Regions from separate parts of the Mus musculus genome. Here regions 1 and 3 are each linked to region 2. The links are chromatin contacts, called in public Hi-C and promoter capture Hi-C maps. All regions are on one chromosome and are shown on one strand. The core of a region is the stretch at or near the end of the contact, and the rest is flanking DNA. Distances in the headings are between cores, read along the strand shown. Region 1 holds the start of Park7 (Parkinson disease (autosomal recessive, early onset) 7). Region 2 holds the start of Dnajc16 (DnaJ heat shock protein family (Hsp40) member C16). Region 3 holds the start of Mad2l2 (MAD2 mitotic arrest deficient-like 2).

Region 1 (2,902 bases), core at 217-2,716, 9.1 Mb before region 2:
CTGTCCTGGTCTTCTTTCTGTCACTCCAGCTTTCCGTACCTTCAAAGCTGAAGGGGCTGGCTCTGTCTTTTCCCTTTGCACATAGTGAAGAACCAGTCCATTCCACAACTCCTAAAGCAGTTGCCCAAGTTTTATTGTATATATACATGACTTAGCAATTTTTAAGAATTAAACTACTCCTACTGTAAGAATTTCCAGTTTGAAGCTGGGCGTGGTGGCACACGCCTTTAATCCCAGCATTCGGGAGGCAGAGGCAGGCGGATTTCTGAGTTCGAGGCCAGCCTGGTCTACAAAGTGAGTTCCAGGACAGCCAGGGCTACACAGAGAAACCCTGTCTCGAAAAACCAAAAAAAAAAAAAAAAAAAAAAAAAGAATTTCCAGTTTATAAGATTTCCAATATGAACCTATGATGGAGGTCAGCCAATGTATGTGAGGTATTCAATCTCCATATAGGAAGGAAAGCAAGTTTATATCCTGTCGGGGGTTTGTATAAAAAGTACTGAGACTTGCCAAACGAGCTGGCTTTCTCTGAGGTGGGTACAGATAGGACCAGGTGAGGGTGGGTCTCCCTCCTGTAAGCTGAAAGATAACTATTAAAAACTCAGGAGAGAGCCGGTGGGAGGGCTCGACAGGTAAGGGTGCTTGCCACACACCGGAGGATTTGAGTTCCATCCGAGACCTTGTAGTAAAGAAAGAACACACTAAGGCGAGTGGTCTTCTGTGAGTTTCCACGTGCACCCTTTGGCACAGGTTGAGATGCACACACAGTAACTGTCAACCCAGAAGTGTAAAAAGCTGAAATAAAATGAGATAATTAAATAATTTATCTTATCGTAGATGATAGCATTGCTCCAACCCGAGGGTGCAGTAGGACATTTTATTATTTGTGTGCATATGAGTGCAGTGCCCGTGGAGGTCAGAAGATGGCATTAGATCCTCAGGATCCGGAGTTAGGCAGTGGTGAGTCTCCCCAAATGGATGCTGGGAACCGAACCTGGGTCCTTTGCAAAACCAGCAAGAGCTCTTAAAGCTTGACACCGTCCTGTGACCCAGGGGACAGGGTGACCAGGCCTAGCTGGGAGGGACAGGCCTGGGATGACGTGGAACGAAGACTAGCAGGCCAGGGGCAAATAGAGGGGATGTCACAGTAAGGGGCAAGAAAGGCAAACGGTCCACAAAAACCGTAATGTAAGACGGCTTCCAAAAATGACTGAACTTCAGCCTGTGAATTCGCATGTGCTAGGATTACAAGTGTGGGGTTCAGGCTGTAGCCCAGCCAGGCCTCAAACTCGGAACCACTATCAACTTAAACGTCGAAGAGGCAGAGAGGGGCAATTGCGCAGGCGCCCGCAGGGTGGGCGGTACCGTTGTCTGGGGGCGAGATGGTACAAGCGCTGCGCAGCCGCAGTAGCCTCTATTCGCTCCTCCCCCCACCCCCACCCCGGGGCCTGGGCTCAGCCGGACATGACGCAGGCCGAGGCGGAAGCGAGGGGTTGTGCGCAGCCTCAGTGCGGGTGGCGCGCATGCGTGCTGGGTACACGTCGGGTGCGAGGTTCCTGCGGACTAGCGGTGGCTTCGCGTGGGTGGAGGAGGCGCGGCTGCAGGTCAGCGCCCTGGGGCTAGAGGCCGGGCTGTGATCCGCCCGCTGCCCCGGAGGGTCCCGGCTGGGCGGGCTGGGGGCAGCGGCCGCAGTGCATGCCGGGCCAGGCTCTGCACAGCATCCTCCGGGTTGGAGCGAGCGCAGTTACTGGAAGGCTTGACCAAAGTTGTGATGCGTGGGGAGCGTGCAGGGAAAGCACGCGGAAAGTGCCTCCGAGTGGCGGCTAGCTGTTCCCGGCCGCAGCAGGGCTGACCTCCTAAAGAGATAGTCCATCTTTATTAATCATTAGCAGTGTGGTCAGAGATTTAGCACCTTTGGACTCCCCCAACCCGGTCCTGACATTTTAGCAGTTTATTGGAACATCAACAACAAGAACAAAACCTTCGAAATTTACAAGTTGGTTTTTTACCAGTGAAATTGTGGATTTGGGGTTTTTTGTTTTGCTTTGCTTTTTTGTTTTGGTTTGGGTTTTTTGAGACAGGGTTTCTCTGTAACCCTGGCTATCATGGAACTCACGCTGTAGACCAGGCTGGCCTCGAACTCACAGATAGATACTCCTGTCTCTGTCTCTTCCTCCCAAGCGCTGAGACTAAAGGTGTGCGCTCGACTCGCTCCCCCTCCCCTCCCCTTCTCTCTTTCTCTTATTTCTCTTATTCTTTTCCTTCCCTCCCTCCCTCCTTCAGAGTATTTTAAGAAAACCAGCCTCTCCACAGTGTGACTGATATGCAGGGCCCGTTATGTGACCTGTCTTCGTTAGAGATTGGTCCTAAGAAAGCACAGTAAGGGAAAATGCAAAGAATACTAGCACACATTGGCAATCCCACATTTATTATTTTTTTTAAAGGATTTAGATTTTGGTTGGTTGGTGTTTGTTTGTTTGTTTGTTTGTTTTTCGAGACAGGATTTCTCTGTATAGCCCTGGCTGTCCTGGAACTCACTTTGTAGACCAGGCTGGCCTCGAACTCAGAACTCCACCTGCCTCTGCCTCCCGAGTGCTGGGATTAAAGGCATGCAAGGATTTAATTTTGATGTATCAGCATTCTGCTTGCATATATGTATGTGCAGAGGCCAGAAGAGGGCGCTGTATCCCCTGGACCTGGAGATGCAGACAATTGGGAGCAGCCCTGTGGGTGCTGGGAACTAAACCTTGATCCAGTGCTCTTAGCCACAGACTACCCACCCCAGCCACCCTGTTTTCATCCCGGGATTAGAGTGCTGAAACTCTGCCATGTGAACCAGTTTTAATCTAAGCTGCTTGCTTCCATGGATCCCAACCTGTCACACAGAAGTTATTTACTCTGC
Region 2 (3,074 bases), core at 421-2,920:
AGCTGAGGTGAATTTACAAACAGGAAATCTGGGGAGAGCAGTAATGAGAAACTCAAAGGGGGTTAGTTGCCCCAAAGTAAAGGAGATTCACCACGTTGGCTAAAACTGGCTTGTTTGGGGATTTGGCAGTTATCCCTGCCACCTGATTTCTCAGACTGTTAAATAACCTAGTTTCAGCTTGGTAAAAATAAACATGAGTGAGTGCAAATTGGTCTGCTGGTGCCAGTGCAGAAAATCAATCCAAAACACAGGTATAGTATAGGTCACTCGAGCAGCAAAGCCTTAGGCACAGACCAATATTCAGCTCTGCGACAGCGCATTCGCCTAGCATGCACGAGAGGCGGGGGGGGGGGGGGGGATGACGATGATAGGCTTTAGCTTCATTTTTTATTTATTTTGCAACTAACTATTCAAATATTTACTGGCAGCTTGTACAAACCAAGGTCTGTGCAGACAGTGATACAATGCTGAACAAGAAAAGTGTGAGACTCTACCTGCAGGAGCTTACCTGAAAGAGCTCTACCTGAAAGAGCCCAAAGAACAACGATATACACTAAATGTATAGAAGAGAGAGCCAGGCATGGTAGTGCAGACTTTTAATCCCGGCACTCTTTGAGGAGGCAGAGGCAGGCAGATCTCCTGAGTTTGAGACCACCCTGATTCACCTAGTAAGTTCCAGGCCAGCGAGGATTACACGGTGAGACCCTGTCTCAAAAGCAAACAACAAAAACAGCATGCTAGGTAAGTGTTTTAGAAACCGATTACATAAGAACTCACTCAACACGAGGCATGGAATAGAAAATACATCAAGAGCCCTTGGTCACGGGCGCAAAAAAAAAAAAAAAAAATGTCAGCCTTATTCACCACGCCCTCTTCCCTCGGTTCTTTTGTTTGTTTGTTTGTTTGTTTGTTTGCTTGTTTGTTTGTTTTTTCAAGACAGGGTTTCTCTGTACAGTCCTGGCTGTCCTGGAACTCACTTTGTAGACCAGGCTGGCCTCGAACTCAAATATCCACCTGCCTCTGCCTCCCAAGTGCTGGGATTAAAGGCGTGCGCAACCACGCCCGTCTTTCCCTCAGTTCTTGTCCAAATTCCAGTCTAGAACATCCTTGGGTTGATGTACTGAATTTGGAGCCTTGGATTCTAAGCTTCGGGCAAGTCTTTGGCCCTCTCCGAACTTCAGTATATGAAGAGGTTGAACTAGGAAGAATCCCTAAGGTCGCCTCAAACGCTGACGCTCTAGGATTCTATGAATAGGGTCAAAGTGAACTGGGACCAGCGACTGCGTCCCCGTCCTAGCAACAGTTGCTAGATGTGGGCCATCTTCTGGCAACCAGTGGAAACCCCTCCCCGGTTCCGGGAGGTCTTCCTGGTATCCCGTGATGCATAGCGACTCCGCCTCGCTAGAAGGCACGTTCTGGCCTCGCTAGTCAAGAGCAAGCTTTCAGACCCAGCCAGAGAGCGCTCTCCGTTCCTATAGCAACTGCGCCAGATCCAGGTGCCTACGGTGACCGTCAAGGCCAAAATAGGTTCATCGCGTGTGCGGCCTAAACCGGTCTGTGCGCGCGTCGCAGGCGTGGGGTCTTTAAGTGACACGTGACTGCCCCGGGCCTGGGCCCCGCCTCCTTCCCCTCCCCAGGTTCTCTGGTGTGGACTGGAAGCGCCGGCCCCGGCGGATTCACTGGAGCACGGACGCTGCGGCCGGTTGGGCCGGTGCCCTTTCCCGGTAACTCCTTCCCGGCTTGACGCGCGAGCGTGGCGGGGCCTTGCAAGCTGGGGGATCTCCCGTCAGATCCTCCGCGTCCTCAGCCCGCGCTGGGCCCCGGGGGGCCCCGGGAGCCGACAGGAACCGGGGCGGCGGGGGAGGGGGCCGCCTCCCGGAAGGTCGTAACCCGGGCGGGCGCCCGAGTCGGGACTTGGTCCTGCGGAGCGTCTGGGGAGCCTCCGCCGCCTGCGCTTGGGGACGCCGAGGGCTACCTGTTGGCCAGCGCGTCCCCAATCCTGTGGCCGGCCCCCTGGAGCTGGAGAACGTCAGCCAAAAATTGTCCCCACCTCACCCACTCCCGCAGCAGACACTTCACCCACCCTGCCTGTGGATTCTGCTTAGTAAACCCCTTACCCACTTTACTGTACCCCATCCCCATAAAGATCCTGCTAGGTGCTGGTGTTCAGTCACACCCTATCAGCAAGAACACAGGTTTAGGTCCTAGAATGGTGGTGGACAGCCCCCCACCCCCGCAATCTGATCCCCAATCTGGGTGAGTTTAGCCAGTACCTCAGAACAGGCTGTCTTAAAAGAGAAACAGGAACTGGCTTGCTTGTGGATTTTACTTAGCATGTGTGCAGTTCTAAACAGTGGTCAACTGTTTATAAAGACTCCCAAGCAGGGTTTATGGCTTGCACTTGTCAAAATCCACCCCCCCTGAGTAAGGTGTCAGCCACTGAACCTTACTAAACACTGTGAGGTCAAGATAAATGGACCCATGAAACCAGCATATGGTATAAAAGATCACAGCCCCCTGTGTGAGTGTGTGTATCTCCAGGTCCACGCTATCTCCTTATCAACCAGCCAGGATTATTCCAAAACCCACACTGAGTTCTACCCCTCAGCTGAGTTGTAGTTTAAAACATTTTAAAGCCGTGCCTATTCTTCTAGTCTTTCCTGTTCTCTTTAGATAAGAAACTGGATTCTTAATAATAGCAGACTTCTGAATATTAATGCACAGTTATTTTAAGGTGTTTTACTTTCATGTCTATTTAGTGTCCAGAAATGCCACAATGATCCTAGAATGTAATTTAGTACATGAGAAATCATGATGAGTTTGTGAGCTAATTTGACCCGTTCTCAGCTACTCTGAAGCCAATTATTTTAAGTTTATTGTTATGATAGATGAAATGGTGCATTTGAGATATCCTCTCCTGGATATCCTAGATATATTCTCAGAGTCACCACTTGTTTCAGAGCATTCATTTCCAGTAATTTTAAAAGGACTTTTCTAATCTATTAATCTATTATGACTTGTCTTTTTTTTTTTAATTCATAATAGTTCTTGTGTGTGATATTCAAAAATAGTGG
Region 3 (3,065 bases), core at 460-2,959, 6.3 Mb before region 2:
TAAAAAAAAAAAAAAAGAAGCTTGGGGCATGTTCTCCAGTAATCCTAGCACTTGGGATGTTGATGAAGGAGGATCAGGAGTTCAAGGCTAGCCCCAGCTTCCTAACAACTGTGAGCCCAGGCTAGCTACATGAGGTCTAGATTTCTTAAAATACAAAATAAGGCCGGGCAGTGGTGGTACACACCTTTAATCCCAGCACTTGGGAGGCAGAGGCAGGCGGATTTCTGAGTTGGAAGCCAGCCTGGTCTACAGAGTGAGTTCCAGGACAGCCAAGGCACCAAGGCTATACAGAGAAACCCTGTCTCGAAAAAACTAATAATAAATAATAATAATAATAATAATAATAATAATAATAATAATAAACAGAGGCTGGAGAGATAGCTCAGAAACTAAAAGCACTGGCCACCGGACCTTCAGAGTCAGATTCCCCCATCTTCCAAATGCCAAGGGTTCCCATGTGTTCTTCCTGCCTCAGTGAACACCCCCAACAAACAGACATAGACACACACACACACAATTAATATAGATCTTAAAAAGTAAAAAGCTAGGTATGGTGGCTCACACCTTTGTTTCCAGCACTAGAGAGACTGAGACAGGAGAATTTCTGTGAGTTTCGGGCTAGCCTGGCCTACATAGTGGAGACTCCACACCAGCCAAGACTAAACAAGGAGACAAATAATTAATCATAATATTCTTTTTGGTTTTTTCCCTTTTTTCTTTCTTTTTTTTTTTTTTTCTTTTTTTCTTTCGAGACAGGGTTTCTCTGTATAGCCCTGGCTGTCCTGGAACTCACTTTGTAGACCAGGCTGGCCTCGAACTCAGAAATCCACCTGCCTCTGCCTCTGCCTCCCAAGTGCTGGGATTAGCGACCACTGCCCGGCTAATAAATATTTTTTTAGAGTTTAGGGAGAATGAAAAGAGAAAGAAGGTGACAGACAATGGGAATCCTCTTTATCCAAACCTCAGAAACCCTTTAAAATGCAAGCTTGGAACAGCTCTCATCCAGAGAGCTAACCATCTAACCCAGAGAATTTATCTGAGTTCAGGGAGGGAAGGGCTGGGTGGTGAGAGACAGGAGGCTGTCCGCTATCAGCCTCTGTTGAGGAGTGAGGAAGCTTGCAAGTAGAATAAAGGTTTTTAAATCCAGCCGGGCACCGGGGCTCACCTGAACCGGCACGTTGTACTTCTTGCGCTTCTGGAAGATGCCCACCGGGTAGACCTCGCGCACATAGAGAATCAGGTGCACGGCCACCTCCAGGAACTCGGAGAGCACGTCAGCCACCACTGTGGTGGGGACACAGCTGATGAGCAGGACTCCAACCAGGATCGCACTCCCTCCACCCCCCGCAGGCTCAGATCCCTACCTTGGCCAAAGTTGAGGTCTTGGCGCGTGAGGGTGGTCATCCTTGGCCGCCTGGGGGAGGGCGTGGAGGGTGTCTGTAGGGACTCAAGGCAACCGACCCCGCACGCGGGAAACGCAGCCCGGTCGGGGGAAGCCCCGCCCCCTGAGCAGCCGGATCCCTCTCGGCGGAAATCCCGCCCTCTCTACGCTCCTCCCCGATTCGCCGGCTCCGGTTTCGACCTCAGGTTCCAATCTACGACCGGGCTATAGAAACCACCGTCTGAGACCCCTAACGCGCTACTCCAGAATCCCCTGGCCTCAGTAACCACCGCGGTGCTCCCGCGGTCCCAGCACAACCATAAGCCACGCCTACCCCGGAGCTGTCCAATCAGAACCTCGCCCTGTTGGGAGAGGCGGGGCAGGCTCGGGGGTGGAGCTTAGGGGCGGAGCCCCGCCTGAGCTACAGGAATCTCCAAGGAACGAGCTAAACCGCCTTTGGATTTCAGGTGGGAGCGATCAAGAGATTTCCATGGCCTCTGCGTATGATCGCTGTGTTTTCTCCTCCCGGACATTTCTCTTTAGTAGTTGCAAGTGAGAACCTGCTGCAAGCACAGCTGGGTACCAAGGGAGGGCAGCGACATCTGCTGCTAGTCCAGCGTCAACGTCCCCGGACTCTTAGCTTGCCCAACCGAAAGCGAATCCGCAGGCTTGGGGGCGGGGACAGGGAACGGTAAGAAGCAACCGAGACGCTCCACCCCGACCCGAAACTCAAGTAACATCGGGGCTTGACCTCCCTAGAGAACTAAGTGTCCCATGGTTTCTTCTCAATAGCTGACCTTTGGAAGCTGCAGCCAGTAGGCGCTGGGCTGGGTGTCTGGGAGTTGACTCAATAAATCTTCAGAATACGTGTGGGTTCCTGGCCGTCTTTTTTTTCTGCGGACGAGCCTAATGAGGACTTGTCTGTGTCGTGAGCAAGCGGAGGGGGCGGGCAGCAGTGCTGCTCCAGGGTCCTTCCTGTAGAGGTACGGACTCAATTCCAGAGGAGTCGAAAGGGCCTCAGATCATTTTAATAGTATGAAAATTATATCCATTATACGGAACCCTTTTATATTACAAACCCTGAATTCTATTTATTTAATGTGCGTAGGTGTTTTGTCTGCATCTATGTCTGGGCAGTATGTGACTGCTTGGTGCAGGTGAAAGCCAAAAGAGGGCGTCAGATCTCCTGAAACTATAGCTACAGATGATTGTGAACCACTATATAGGTGCTACAAATTGAAACCACCATTCACCACCCAGTACCCTACCTCTCACTTCCTCGGGAAGAGCAGCCAGTGGTCTTAACCACTAAGCCATCTCTCCACCTCCCCAAACTCTGATTTATATTAATTCCTTTATTAGCCCTAGGAGCTAAGTATTGCCTTCACAGCCCAACTTTATAGATGTACAATAGGCTCAGGAACGTTCCTTCTTTCACCAAAGCCTCACGGATGCAATATGTTCTGACGCTAGGTGAGAATTCAGCTTAACTCACACCCTTCTGTTTAACTGAAAGAAAATCTGAGGTTAGAGAAATGGTCTGGAGTTAGGGGTGACATGGCAGGCCTAGAAGCCAAGAGAATTTAAAGAAGTGGTTCAATGTGTGGGCTTCAACCCCTTTGGGGTCAAATGACTCTTTCCCAGGGGTGGCATATCAGATATTCTGCATATCAGATATTTACAA

Evidence for each region. Promoter capture Hi-C pulls out the DNA fragments that hold promoters and counts their contacts. Hi-C and Micro-C count contacts between places; a contact is called where the count stands out from the background.
Region 1: a contact with region 2 is called in a promoter capture Hi-C map of pre-B cells. The contact joins the promoter of Park7 here to the promoter of Dnajc16 in region 2.
Region 3: a contact with region 2 is called in a Hi-C map of B cells, with 6 read pairs. The contact joins the promoter of Mad2l2 here to the promoter of Dnajc16 in region 2. A contact is called at or near these places in 1 of 39 promoter capture datasets (cranial neural crest) and 1 of 484 Hi-C or Micro-C datasets (B cells).

The regions. Positions count from the first base shown.
Region 1 is chr4:150,908,485-150,911,386 of GRCm38.p6, reverse strand. Park7 (Parkinson disease (autosomal recessive, early onset) 7) reads left to right here and starts at 1,466. Exons shown (of 7, transcript NM_020569.3): 1 at 1,466-1,604.
Region 2 is chr4:141,789,240-141,792,313 of GRCm38.p6, reverse strand. Dnajc16 (DnaJ heat shock protein family (Hsp40) member C16) reads left to right here and starts at 1,670. Exons shown (of 15, transcript NM_172338.2): 1 at 1,670-1,724.
Region 3 is chr4:148,139,134-148,142,198 of GRCm38.p6, reverse strand. Mad2l2 (MAD2 mitotic arrest deficient-like 2) reads right to left here and starts at 1,709. Exons shown (of 8, transcript NM_027985.3): 1 at 1,365-1,709; 2 at 1,166-1,284. The coding sequence starts at 1,404.